Linked DNA regions of Columba livia: all the other regions are linked to region 1. Evidence: chromatin contacts called from public Hi-C data. All regions are on one chromosome and are shown on one strand. The core of a region is the stretch at or near the end of the contact, and the rest is flanking DNA. Distances in the headings are between cores, read along the strand shown. Region 1 holds the start of PDS5A (PDS5 cohesin associated factor A). Region 2 holds the start of LIAS (lipoic acid synthetase). Region 3 holds the start of SMIM14 (small integral membrane protein 14).

Region 1 (4,660 bases), core at 1,415-3,914:
AGTTAGTTTACAGTCTTGAGGTCACCTGAATTGCTTAACAGTAGTTTATGAAAAAATGACAGAAAAAAAAAATCCGCTCTTAGCCTGAAAATTATGTCCAACACACACATGTGAATTCAGCAAAACATATACACATTATTTTGAAATTCCTGTTATCTAGGAATGGCAAGCTCACCACTCCAAGTTCTCCAACTGGGATAAAATACCCATTTCAATGAGCACCTCAAAAGTGCACTCTATCCCATTCCACACAGACTTTGATTCAAGGTCTCTGTTGAAACAATCAAAACTATAGGATCTTCCCTTGCCACTGACAATATTCCACTGGAATCCTGAAAATACTAGGCTGGACTTGTCCATTCAATAATTTCCAAAATTGTAATTAGAAAGTAAGGCTCGTTTTCAAATCAACAACTGACAATTGTCTGGCTGCTTCAAAAGCAAAGCACAAAGCCTACATTCTCTTCACACTTACAGGTAAGAGACTTTTTGATGTACTATCTGACTAGCCAAGACCATGATTTTTATTTTTCAGTCTTTGTGAGGTCACTGTTATGATGTGAAACACATAATCAGTTGAGAGAATATTTCCAATCTCTAAAAAAATTATTACTACATCTCCACCCTTGGCATAGGACCAAATCCCAGGTTACGACAACTTTCTGGTCCAAAAACCATGGTGTTAACAAACAAGCTGTGCCAATATTTGATCAATGGTCAACTTTATTCGCTATTTTCAGTAAAGAGTTAAGAAATACTACCATTGTATCACATTAGTATTTCATGTTTTAAGTGGAAAAAGGGATTAAAAAAAAAAAAAATAGATATAAGCCTCACAGTCCCCCAGGATGCTGTCAAGCAAGCAGAGAAGATGCTCTTGTAACAGACCCTTTTGCTTATGAAAATTTATCAACTTCACCAAGCATCAGTTATACTGAGTAGGAATGAATTTATACGTATTATATCAAATTGCAAAATCTGAGGCAAGTTTTACATAGGAAACAATTTCAAAATTCCATCTACAAACTCCAGAATTTCATCCATGCTGTTTGTGAACACTGCCACCTTTTCAGTCAAGAATACCCTTAACTAGATCTGCTGCTTCCCCTGTTCAACTATGCCTCCTCAAAGTGCTGGAACCCACAAAAACCTTCTAGATTACCACGGAAAATTTTCAGTAACTTATCTTGGAATTATTACTTATGATTCCACTTCAGAACTCTCCCCAAAACTGTGACTGTATTTCACACACAAATCAACAACTTAACGTATCAGCTCCGGCTTTGTGAGAACTCATATGAGTACATTCACAAATTACAAATATAACTCCTCCCATTTTAAGGAAAAGCAAGGAAGTGGCATTCCCATAAAGGTCTGCAGGCAAGGAGACATTTCAACTACGACAAGGAGACAGTTCTCTGGGCAGTTCTCCTTTTCCGTGATGAAACGTTTACTTTAAGAAGCAAAAGTTGCAAGAAGGTGACGGTAGCCAGGATTGCTCACCTTTAACCGTTTAACCACCTCATCGTTGGTAATTTTGTCCGTAATCTCCTTCACTCCAGGAGGATAGTAGATGATTTTACCGTCGGCAGCAGGTTTTGGTTGGGTAGCAGGGAAGTCCATCCTGGCGCTGCTGGTTATAAACTTTCCTTCTCCACAGTCCTCTACCGGCCTCTATCGGTCAGAAAACAAAAGTTCAGCAGAATGGAAACGACTTTCTAACCCTCTTTTTCCATTTCTCACCCTCATTTCGCAGAAGGCCCCGGTTATCACCCCGCGGGCTGCGCCCCCCGCCGCAACCCCCGCCCCGGGCGGCGCTGCAGCGAGGCCGGGCCCGCGGCCGCTCCTCACAACTCCGGCTCCTCCATTCCCCCCCGGCGCCTCCTTTCATTGCGGGGCTGCTCCAGCCCAACACTGTTAGTTCGGAACCGACGATTTTACAATGAAATTTCGGGCTCGATCGAAGGATGTCCCGGGGCCGAGGGCCCGTTACGGCCCGAGGAGCGGACGGGAGGGTGCAATTCCCGGCCCCGGGCGGGGGTCGGAGCCGGCACACCGGCCCCGGAGCCGGGAGACGAGGCCTAAACAGTTAGGCCTCAAAACTATCAGGAGGCAGAGAAACCAACAGGGGAGGGGGAGGGAAGGAGGCGGCGGCGGGCACAAACAAAACACCCCCGCCGGCCTCCCCGCCCGGCGCCGAGCCCCCCGCCCGACCCCCCGCGGCGGCGGGAGCCCCCCCGGGGAGGGGGCCAGGCCACTCTCCACTTTCCATTTGTTCCCGCAACTTCATGTCCCCTCAGCCCCTCGCCCACAGCCCCTCCTCGGCCCGCCGCCCCGCACCCGGCCGGGCCCACAAAGAGCCACCCCCAGCGCCGCGCACACACCCCCGCCGGCCGCGGGCGGCCGGGAGGGGGGGAACGGGGACGGAGGGAAGCGGGACCTGGAGCCGCCTTTACCTCATGCAGCTCCGGAAGGTGCAGCATTGAGTAGCCTCCGTGCCGGGTGGTCCTCGCTCTCCGCCGCTGCCCCGGCCGGCCGCTGCCCTGGCTGCTCCCGCCGCCTCCCTGCTCCGCGGTGCGGCGGCGGCTCCTGCTCGGGGAGGGGTGGGGGGAGGGGGAGGCTGCTCGGTGGCGGCGGCGGCGGCTGGGGAGAGGGGGAGGCTCCGGCAGAGCGTGCGCCGCGGGGACACAGTGCCGCTCTCCGTCCGGCCGGGGAAGAACAGCCCGGGAGGAGGCTCCGCGCCGCCCCCGTGCCCGCCCGCCTTCGGGCCTGGGGCCGGGCCCGCAGCGCCGCCCAGCTAGGATCCCCCAGCCCCAGCCCTGGGGCAGGGGCGAGGCCGGCCTGTAAGTCTCCTACCTCGCCGAGCCCCGCGCAGGGCGGCGGCGGGCAGTACCGGGCACGGCCGCCGCAGCGCTGCCTCCCGCTTGGCGCCAAAACCCCCGGGGCGGCGGGGCCGGGCGGGCCCCGGCCTGAGGGCCCCTCTCCTGGCGGGTCTCAGCCCCGCGGGGCTGTGCTGGGCGGCGGGGGGCAGCGGCCGGCTCTGAGGGCGAGGCCTGGGCGGCGTGGGGCCGGCTGCCGGGGAGGGGACGGGCAGGTTCCCGGCTGCAGGGCGGCGGCGCCGTGTGCGGGAAGGAGAGAGACATGTTTGTGCTTCCTCACGGAGCCGGGCTGCCCATGGCTGCGCGGGCTCGTCCTGCCGGTGTCTCGGGCAGCTGGTGCCGGTGGTGAGGCCTGGTCTGCGTGATAAACAAGAAAATGGGGGGAGCGGTGTGTGGGGTGGCACGGAGAGGGCTGTGGCGGGCGGGAGGCGCGGGGGAAGAGCAGCATCGACGTCCGAATTTTTCTTCTCGGTGGCAGATGAGTTTCTCATACGTTAATGTATTTATAAATCTCCAGGAGAAACTTAAATATGCAGACCGAAGGAAACATTGTCAGCCAACTCAGGAAATCCTTCCATGCAAAATGTCTTTGTAATTTAATATTCTTTCACATTTCCAAGAGATGGGCTATGTCTGGAAAGTCAGTAGCAAAGTGGGATATATTTGCCTGTTTTGAATTTGCGTTATGTGCCCTGCATATCTGAACTGTAGGTGGCTAGGAAGTTTTCCAGATGCTTGACCTGCTCAGAGAAGGTGCATGACAACCAAAAGATAACTTTTAACTGATCAAGAATAATTTAGGGTCTTCATCTGACTATTCCTGGTTACGTTTTGAAAGTGTCTGAGTTTTCTATAGAGCGAATGGCAGGCAGGTGGCTGGGAGCGGTCTGCTTGGAGGGACAGGTTTCTCCGCAGGGGCTGCACCTGTGTGACGGGGCCGTGTTGGGCACAGCAGAGGGGCAGGTGTGGCCTGTGGGTCACGCAGGAAACGTGCGTGAGGGGATGGGAAAGGGGTAAGTAAGTAAGATGATGATAAACTATGCCGAATTCCAGATTTACAAGGTGTGGGAGGAAAACATACGAACGCTGAGGAGCTCTCAGGTACTTCTGCTGTAGTAGTATGTGGGTAGGAAATTTCTCTCTTACACCTGTGTTCCTTGTTTCCCTTTAGGCTTGTCCTAGGGGACTTAAAGCCTTGGATGTCCATAGCTTCTATGAAACCAGCTCAGAAGGATTACAGTGAAAATGACTAAGAGTTGGAAGGAACCCCTAAGAGATTTCAGATACTGATTTGGAAATGTAGAAGGGTGCTGCTAGGCAAGGCATTTAGATGTGGCTGTGAGTCCAGGCTTAGATAAAATTATTCTCTCCAGGCTTAAGGATCGATGGATTGCGGCATTCACAATGGACAGGTGACCATAAGAATAGGATACACAATTCAGTTTTAACAAGGTTTTACTGATTTAATAAAAAAAGCCAGCGCCAAGTGTTTAATCTTTTTCCTAATCTGAAGTTCAGTGGCCGTTTAGATTTGCCTTAGAGCTGAAGTACTCAGACTAGCTATCAACCCGTATTTGTTGTCAATAAAATAATGTGTACTGTCAGAACTATTATACTTTTTAAAATTGAAGTTTTTGATTATTGCATTTGTTACATTGCGCACATTTGTTTCCCAAATTAAATTACTAATATAAGCAATTTGGTGCAGATTCCTTATTTTTAATACACTTGTATTAACACAATAAATCAGAAACAAATTGTAGAAAAATATTCTGTAACTA
Region 2 (4,660 bases), core at 1,074-3,573, 230 kb before region 1:
TAATAAAATTATATAAATGAAGACAGACAAACACTGCTTCAACAATCATTCATCATCTCCTGTTACCAAGAGCGGTACCCAAAGAGACTAGTTTAGAAATCCTAGTTAGATATAGTAAATTACAAAGTCTCCAGATAGGCTCACCTGGCCTCATACGCACTCTGCGAATGTACTTCTCTCCCAAGAAGTTTCGGATTTCTACGAGCGAGCCGTTATCCTGTATAACTACATTGATTGGGAAGTGAGCGTACACCGACCTCATCTTGTAACGAAATCCCTATAATAAATGACATTATCAGATATGGAAGCAGAATGCATCCAAAAGGTAAAACAGATACGTAAAGCTTACTGGAGGTATCTAAACCCAAAATATATTGAAAGTAGTTTCTTAACAAGGGCAAGCCACTCAGCCCAAGAGACTTCCAGAGTTTACTGCTCGTGCTTTCTTCCACCTGCAGAACTTGACAGCATGTGCAAGAAAAGCAGAGAGGGAAAGCTACACCTCGGATGCTTAGAAAACCTCTCACTGAAGTAAAAGGCATCCATTATTGTCAGTAACAAAAATGACAGGAATTATCCTATTTCAAAATAAAACTCACCAGCGTAACGCCCTTTATCATGTTCTGTACATGGCTGCAAATTGTGCGAACTGTTGCCAGCTCCTTTCTGTTACCCCACCACTTGTCAACACGTAGCTGTGTCAAAAAAATAAACAGAATTAACAAAGCTCTCAGCTGCACTTCAAAACTAGGCATAGAATAGTTTTTGTGACAAACTAAGAGTGAGAAGTTCAGGTAAATTACTTAAAAGCCCTCCTAACAAAAGCACAAAGATACTTTGTTTCACTGAAAGATTATTAAAGGCCCCCTTGCTCAAGCCTTTTAAGTCTTAACCCCATGATGTATAAGAAATATTTTTTTTAATATCTCATTACTAACAAACCTTCAAAAAAGCTGGGATAGATATTTTAACATCTTAAACTGAAAAGTGTTTTATGAAATGCTAACACAGCAGAGATTGTTCCAAAATCAGTCTCCTAGGCATTATCTATCAACCCTTAAAAGAAACACTGTGTGGGGGTTCATGCTTGTGAAAAAGTAGCTGAAATCAGCCATTCTTCCCCCTTTTTTGGTAGTTTTTAAGGTAGTTCAAAAACATTAGGCATTATTTAGAAACCACTTCTCCTGATACAATTTACCAATTCTGGAAATTAGAGATTTAGTTTTGTCTAGTTAAATCTAGCCAGTTCATAAAACACAGCATATAATGATCAATCACCTTCCCAGTAACTATCTGACTGTAACTACAGAAGAATATCCCATCAACAAATTCACTTCAACATTTTCAAGAATTCCAGTCCCCAAGTAGGTCACAAGGTTCCAGGAGAACAGCTTCTTTCAGCAAAAACAGAAATAAAACGAAAAATTAAATAACTTATCAGCGGCTTAAAACTCTGGTTTAATCTCCTATACTACCAAGAAGTTTTAAAGTTAACTGTAAAGCTACCCTCCCACTCTGGGCAGAGAAACGACTTCAGCAGCACTCACCTTCTTGTGCTTCTTCCCCAGGAGGGAGAGCTCCACATTGATGTGGTTAAAATCCCTCCGCAAGGTTCCTCTGGGGCCCTTTACAATGACCGTCCGGCCCTTCAGCGAAACGCTGACTGCAAATCAGAGACAAGCACACGTTAACCGGCTGCGGAGTCGGCACCACGAAGCGCCGTTCACACGCAGGCGTACCTTGCTCGGGGATGTCAACGGTCTGGTTGCTGAGGATGGTCTTCATCCTGCAAGGGACAGCACAGAGACACTGCAGAGCCCCGCGGCCGGGCCCCTCTCCCGCACGCATCCTGGAACCCGCAACTACGGACACCGACCCGCCGCCCCCACCCTCCTCTGCCCCGCCACGACGCCGGGCACCGCTCAACGACGATACCTCCCGCCCAGGCCCCGCAGGAGCGGAGAGAAGCGGCGGCCTCAGCGCTCAACTCCACAGCGGGGCCCAGCCCGGGCCTAGAACCGCCAGGGGAGGGGGGAGCTGGTGAAGGCACCATCCCGGGGCTTCCCCCGCCAAGAGCCGGGACAGGACTTGGCGGCGGGGCCCGGCGGCGCCCCGGGAGGCTGCCCAGGCCCGGGCGGGGGATCGGGACGCCGCCCGCGGCGGATGGTCCCGGATGGTCCCGGATGCGGCCGCAGGGCCGCGGCTCACCTGGCAGCAGGCAGAGCGGAAAGAGACAGCGTCTGACGTCATCACGTACTTGTACCCGCTCCCGGGCCCCCGTTCGTCATCACGCCGAGGTAGCCGTCCGGGAGCCAAGAATAGCCGAGGCCCGATGCGCGTGATCTGGCTGAGGCGGCCAGGCGGGGCGGCCGAGCGCTGGGAGGGTCGATCGGGGGAGTCGGCCCGGCTGCTTGGCGGACGCCGCCATGTCGCTGCTGCCGCGGGGCCGCTGCTGCGGGGCCGTCACCACGGCCGCCCAGCGGCTCCTGCTGGGGCCCCAGGGACGGGTGAGCGGGGCCGTATGCCGCAGCGGGCTGTCGGGGTGCACGTCGCGGCCCGGCAGCACGTAGCGCTCGGGGCGCCCTGGTGAGGGGCCGGGGCCGGGGTCCGGCGTGGCGGCGGGAGGCGGTGCCGTTCCCGTTCCCTGGGCCCGGCGGGGCTGTCCCCAGCGGCGCTGCCCGCGGTGCCCGCGCTCGCACAGCGGGCGGGGGACGGAGCGGCCGCGGAGGCGCTGCCGGGAACCGGCTGCCGGGAACCGCCGGGGCCGCGCCGCCCGGAACACCCGCACTGCCCCGAAACCTCGCACTGCCCCACGAGATGGCATCTATAGCCAAAACTATATGACTTTGTTTCAGGTTGAGATGTTTTGGAAAAGATCGTGCTTTTTGTCTGCTTCCCATGACAGAAGCATTCCTTGCATGTTTGACCGAAAGGCAATCGGGAAAAGGCTTACACAAACTCTATAAAGCCTATGCTAAACACCAAAATGACAGGCAGGTTTTTAATATATCATACTAGCACATTTATAATTCAATAAATTACAGTGTTGCTTCTTTTAGGTGTTTGGGAGCCGTGTGTGTAACCCGTACAGAACGTCAGGTTCTTTGCCAGACGAAAAAAAAGCGTTTCTGCAAAATGGACCAGACTTACAGGACTTTGTATCTGGAGATTTGGCAGACAGGAGCGCGTGGGCTGAGTATAAAGGCAATTTAAAGCGTCAGAAAGGAGAAAGGTAGTTGTGATCTTGCGGTATCTTGCATGTTTAGTACTAACTACAAAGCGTATAGAATGTATTTTTAATAAATTCTGTCATACCAGCTTGCTAATAGATTTTTTCAAGAAAGAACAAACACATTATTAGCTTCAAATGCATAATAAAACACAAAGACATGGTGGTATTTTCTCATTTGCGTGCTTGTACCACGACCTGTATTAAATGACAAATGTGCATCAGTAGGTAAGTGTATCCTACTTTGGTCTTGAAAAAATATTATTGATAGAGTAAAACAAAAAAGGAAGGCTAAATCTAAAAAGGCTTAAAACTCCCATACTTAAAAACTTGATTAGACTTTGTGATGGCTGTGTAACCCGTGCCGCCGTCAGTTGTTGCAGTCTCCAGTGTGGTACTGTTAAATCCCAGCAGTACAGTTAACAGTTTTAAACCTTCCACGGAGAACAGACTCCCACTCTTGAATGTTGGGATGATAAACGTGGAAGAGAGAAGTCCATTATGACTATGAATGATGTTAATATTGGTTGCCGAGTTGCGCCAGATTTCAAGGAACCTTTCCTAGTTGGGATCTGTAACAAGCTAAAGCGGATCTATGAAATTAATGGAATCTTACCCTGTAAATAATTTATTGATCTTTATGTTTGCTTGATGTTATTCAGGCTGCCACTTCCTCCGTGGCTGAAAACAAAGATTCCCATGGGAAAGAACTACAATAAGCTAAAGAATACCTTGAGAAGTTTAAATCTTCATACGGTAAATCTAGTACCAACCAAGTTTTCCTCTAGAAATAAGGCGTTTTTTACAGATACAAAATTATTTCTCTGTAGAGGACAGGCAGAAATCATGTCTTGCATGATGTTCAATGCTGAAACCAAGCGCAATGCTGATCCTTTTTGCCAGCAGTGAATTTTACCCATAAAGAATGAAGACAAATCCAATACACTATATCGCATTTTTCCTGCTGTGATTTTAAGTACTAGTGTGTACTACTCGCATCACCAAATGGATCGGAAGATGCTACATGTGACTGTTTTCAATGGAAACACACACAATTTCAGCATTACATACATGTTTTGCATGAAAAAAAGATCTAGAAATACATGTATTTCATTAAATGTGCCTTCCAGATGGTAAAACGTGGTGGGTATGCATGGAGAGCCTTTTTCCTTCTTTTTTTTTTTTCCAAAGCAAGGTCATGCTTTGATGAATCATAGACTTTATGAACATTTTATCATTTTTTAAACTAAAAATGTTAATGGCAATCTGTGCTAGTTAATAAGGCAGCTACATGGTTGAGTTTTTTGGACTTGGAAAGCAGAGGAAAAGAACGGTAATGGGTGTCAGGAAACAATTTTTCCTAGCTTTTCTACTGACATTTTATAGAATGAGATGTAACTCTGTTAATCTCCTTATTTATCATCAATTATG
Region 3 (4,660 bases), core at 1,450-3,949, 130 kb before region 1:
TATGTTGTAGAATATATAATATTTCCCATATTACATGGGAAACGATACAGTATTTAGGGTGTTTGCCTACCCTAGCATCAGCTAATGAACAATGGCTGCCCTTCCATACTAAGAGCTTGGGCTGAGGTCGTACAGCCACTGATCTTACTTTACAGGCACTGATCCTATAAACTTTCCTCCTGCAGTAATCTTAAATAGTTTGAACTTCATTTAATACACCATTTTTCCTGCACCTACTTCTAGAAGTATTTCAAAGCAATATGCCAAACATACTAAACAATGTGCGGATACCCAGAATTTTATCTCCCGCTCTGCTAGTTATCATCAACACCAATGGGCAAAAGTATAGTCCAATTTTTGGTCAGTTTTTGAAAGCTGCTGTTGAAAAAACTGTTTGGTATAAGGCTAAACTGATGATGGGATCAATGAAAGAACTATCTCCTGAAATTAGATATCCTATTAATACAAAATTTCATAATTCAAAAAGTGAGCTGACTATGCTCAAAGGACTCCACTTTTTCATTTTGTGTGTGGATCTTTCTAAGGGTGAAAGACTATCGAGAACTTAATTCAGAAGATACACACAGAGCTGTATTATCAACATACTATAAAATATATTATGAAGTCAGACATGGAAGTCACTGAAATAACACAAAGACACTACATTCTCATTTTTTCTAAGCATTTTCTTATTTCACAAAAAAAAAAAACTCTAAAACAAATCCTAAACCAAACCAAAAGAAAAACCTGAAACACCTATTCAAAGACTGTTAGTCTATGGTCCTGTTCTGGCCTAAAACCCTGTAGAGTCTTCTGCAAAATAGTAAACTATAGTAAAGCATAAAACAATATAAGAGGTATACAGTGATAACCCCAGCATGCTGATTACATAAGGTACTGATTTTATGCAGTATTTTAATCCTGGCAGAACTCACCGCTACTCTGTTCTACCTTCCAAAAAGCCTTTCCGTATTCTCTATCTTTTCCCAAAGCCAAAATTAACACAGTATATGGTGAATATGAAACAGCTGTGAGATAACTGAAGGATGCCTATTTAAGGACAAGGGAAAAGTGTGGTGTAGTAAGGAAAAGAGATGCAGTAATTCATATTAATTTGATTTGCTTTTCGCAGTAACAGACTCTGACATTTGTAATCCAAATGAGCACATGAAAATAAACCTAGATACAAAGCAGGCAAAAATCACTGCCCTTTACTGTGGCTGTTACTGGATGTCTACTACCTATAACATACAAGGACACTCACAGGAACACAAAGGATTCTGACACTTGATAAAGGTCATGTTTTCCACTCCATTCAGAGCAAAATCTGAATATTAGAAGCACAGCTTCTTTCTATGAGCTGTCTGAAAAGACATGAGGCATCTAACCTGGAGATTTTATGTGCCGCCTTTATAGTTTTTTCTCTAGTACTCAGTAAGAGCTCAGCACACCATAAACCTAACTTTCATCTATGAGCTATAAGAAGCAGAAAAGAGTTATTATGCTTATTTTACAGGTGAGAGCCTAAGGCACAGAGAAGCCACGGTCTAGCTTCTCTAAATGAACTTAAGACACATCAGCAGGAGTCAGATGTCTAAATTATTCTGAAGATGAAGGCCCAAGTTCACACTATAAGTCATTAAAAATAAATCAGGCCTAATGCAAAATGATCCTTCTCAAAAAGGTGCTAAAAACCTCAGCTGAAAAACTGCATTGTGCACTGCGTTAAAAACAAGTTTCTGTCTGAGGAAGACCTAAGGTAATGAACAGATGCACATGGTACAACATTCTTGCAGGAAAATAGTCTTTTTCCAGTCAAACCACAGGGGAAGAGTAAACATACACAGAAAAAGGGCTATGCAAATCTGTATTAGTTAGAATTTTTGTTATTGGTTGCGCCTATACTTTCTTTGCTATGCATATAGTAGTTGAAACACTGTGTATACTAATGAAGATAAATTGCAGGCAACAGCCATACCAGAAGTAGACATTTGTTGAAATAAACGTCTATGTTGTACATTGTCCTGCACTGCACCGTTAAGAAGAGGCACTATAAAATCTTTCTATAGACCTTAAGGTCTTGAAAGCCTCGAGTTCCTGAATAAACAGTTGTAAATGCAATCTCAGGTTCCCCTTTAAAAAAATCTATCTATATACCATACCATATTTTGCGCACCTCAGGCTAGCAGAGATGGTTACTGGTATCCTATTTCAGTTTTCTAGACGGCACAACATCTGTGGCTTGCCACGTTTGCTTCTGCAATACAATACAACAGTCCATTAGACAGGAATGATGTTCACCTTTTACTCTATTTTCAAAATATTGTAGCAGAATCTATAAAAAGAAACAGTTCCTTACACTGCCTCCTCAGAGCTGCCTGCTCCCGGGCCTGCGAGATCCCCGTCCCAGGCGAGGACGCAGCAGTGTCTCCAAGGGAAGGACGAGTGTCAAGACTGCAAGGTGCTGGGCCAGCAGCGCAGTGTGTGAGGAGCTGCAGTTTTATCCAGAGAGCATAAGTAAAAAAGACCACAAAGCTAACAGGCATTGCAGTATGGGCAGGTTGAACGGATTCTCAAGGCATGTGAAACCCTCCCTGGCTATCTTTGCTCCGGGACTTCACCAGAACACCTGTCAGCTGGTCCTTGGGCCAGCTGTTTCCTCAGGGACACCTCAGACTTCCCCTCTGCTACCCCGGCACCAGCCGGCCCAGCCCGACTCAGCCCGCCCGAGGGCACCCCCTTCACCCCGGCCCGGTGCTTCAGGCATCCCCCCGCCGCGGCTGCTGGCACAACGCCGGGCCGGGGAGGCCGGTAGGGCCGCGCTGCCCGCGGCGGCAGCCATGACGACACAACCGCCTCAGCGCTGCCCCGATTCCCGGCGGCGGGGCTTTGCCTGCGGGCGTTTCTCCGCACACCTTCGCCAGGCGCCGCTGGGGACCCGCCTGGCCCATGACATGGCGAGCGGCGGCAGGCGGGCGCTCCCGGGGCGGAACCCCCGCACCCCCTGAGGAGGCGGCGGCATCCTTCCCCGGGGAGCCGCGGAGAAGAGGAGGCCGAGGGCGCCACTGGCCAGCGCTCGACCGCCCCGTGGCGGAGCCCCGGTGCCCGCTCCACTCCACTCCGCTCCGCACACACGACAGCCCCTCCTGAGCGGCGGCGGAGCCGGCGGCCCCAGCGCGCATGCTCGGCGCGGGCGCCATTTTGGTGGGGCCGGGAGTTATCCAGCGGGAGCGGCGGCGGCGGAGCTCGCTGGGCCCGGCTCGGAGGCAGCGGCGAGTGGGTGCCCGCTGCAGAGATGGCTAACATCGCGGTGCAGAGGATCAAGCGGGAGTTCAAGGAGGTGCTGAAGAGCGAGGAGGTCAGAGCCTCTCCCCTTCCCCTGCGTGCCGCCGCCGCCACCTTCCCCCGTCTGTGTGTCTGTGAGTGCGGGCAGCGGGGGAAGGTGCAGGCGCCCCGCTGGCCTGCACGGGGACCCCGCTTGCCCCTCAGCCCCACCTCCCCGTGCTGGGGGTGGGCCAGTCCCACGGCCTCGGGGAGGAGAATGGCGATTCCCGGGGAGACGGGACCCGCCAGCCGCCGGGAGGGGGGAGGAGGGGGCCCTGGAGCCCCTCCCCCAGCGGGCAACGAGAGTCGCCGGCGGCCCGAGGGGGAGCGGGGCCGGCGGGCCGGGCCCAGGAAGTGATGCGGCGGCAGCGGCTGTGGGGGCGCGCCCCGGGGAGAGCGGGCGGGCAGGCCCCCGCGGCGGGCGGGCGGGCGATGCCCGGGAGGGAGCGCGCTGCCAGGCCCGAGGCTGCGGGGCGGGGTGGGGCCTGCCCGGCGCGGGGCGACCGGGGCCCCCGGCCCGCGCCCCCCGTGTCCCCCCGCCCGCGCGCGGCCAGGCCCACGCGCCGCCCCGCCGGGGGAGGCTCCGCCGGGAGGGGGGGAAGCGATCGGTGAGGCCGAGGTGCGGGTACGTGGACTCGCAACCCCTTAAGTCGCCCCTCTGGTCAGCCCGAGCCTGAGGGTGCAGAGAACGGCTTTAGTTTTTACGGAGAGGGTTGCAGGTAAATCCCTATTTATTTATGTTACTTTAATACAGAACTGCCTTTACCCTACTGCAGGCTTACTCACCTTCAGGTGGATGCTTTTAAAGCCTCACTCATTTCAATCATGCTCCCTCGTTTCCTGAGCAATGTGTTTCTGAGGTATGTGGCGGTCAGTGAGACACCATGACTGCTTTGAAGGGGACATTGGAGAAGTTTTGGTCAGTGTTGGGGACATATAGCAGCGTTTGCAGGGTTGCATCAATACGGCTCTTGCGGTGTCTGTATCTGAGTTGGTGGACGTCAGCCAGATGGGTTGTAATGGTTGTGTCGTCATTGTCGTCCTGCTTGGGATGATGTTGCAGGTTAGAGGCTTGTGAAATGTTAATGCGAACATGTAACTCTTAAGGCAGGTGTTTATTGAAATCTGGACACATTCACAGAAGAAAAATGGAGAGGCTAATTTTTGAAATATACTAGTGACTTCAGGAAGCCGTGTTTAGGGTAGCAGTAGTTGATGTGCTTATAAATTGTGTGCTAACAGCATTGTTGCTATGCAGCTTGAACTAGCCCCTAGAAAAATGTGAGGGCCTGGTTTTACAGCTGCCCTCAGAGCCCAGGCTGATTTTTGCTGAGCT

Evidence for each region. A called contact is a pair of places that touch in the nucleus more often than the background predicts.
Region 2: a contact with region 1 is called in a Hi-C map of liver, with 4 times the contacts expected there. The contact joins the promoter of LIAS here to the promoter of PDS5A in region 1. A contact is called at or near these places in 2 of 2 Hi-C or Micro-C datasets (crop and liver).
Region 3: a contact with region 1 is called in a Hi-C map of crop, with 5 times the contacts expected there. The contact joins the promoter of SMIM14 here to the promoter of PDS5A in region 1. A contact is called at or near these places in 2 of 2 Hi-C or Micro-C datasets (crop and liver).

The regions. Positions count from the first base shown.
Region 1 is chr4:24,838,755-24,843,414 of bColLiv1.pat.W.v2, forward strand. PDS5A (PDS5 cohesin associated factor A) reads right to left here and starts at 2,665. Exons shown (of 34, transcript XM_065062617.1): 1 at 2,457-2,665; 2 at 1,504-1,674. The coding sequence starts at 2,483.
Region 2 is chr4:24,612,540-24,617,199 of bColLiv1.pat.W.v2, forward strand. It overlaps LIAS (lipoic acid synthetase), which reads left to right and starts at 2,324. Exons shown (of 11, transcript XM_065062640.1): 1 at 2,324-2,507; 2 at 3,060-3,232; 3 at 3,892-3,985. The coding sequence starts at 2,427. It overlaps RPL9 (ribosomal protein L9), which reads right to left and starts at 2,282. Exons shown (of 8, transcript XM_065062647.1): 1 at 2,209-2,282; 2 at 1,740-1,786; 3 at 1,548-1,663; 4 at 600-695; 5 at 145-277. The coding sequence starts at 1,785.
Region 3 is chr4:24,706,240-24,710,899 of bColLiv1.pat.W.v2, forward strand. It overlaps SMIM14 (small integral membrane protein 14), which reads right to left and starts at 2,700. Exons shown (of 6, transcript XM_005501253.3): 1 at 2,360-2,700; 2 at 2,177-2,257. UBE2K (ubiquitin conjugating enzyme E2 K) reads left to right here and starts at 2,932. Exons shown (of 7, transcript XM_065062636.1): 1 at 2,932-3,358. The coding sequence starts at 3,296.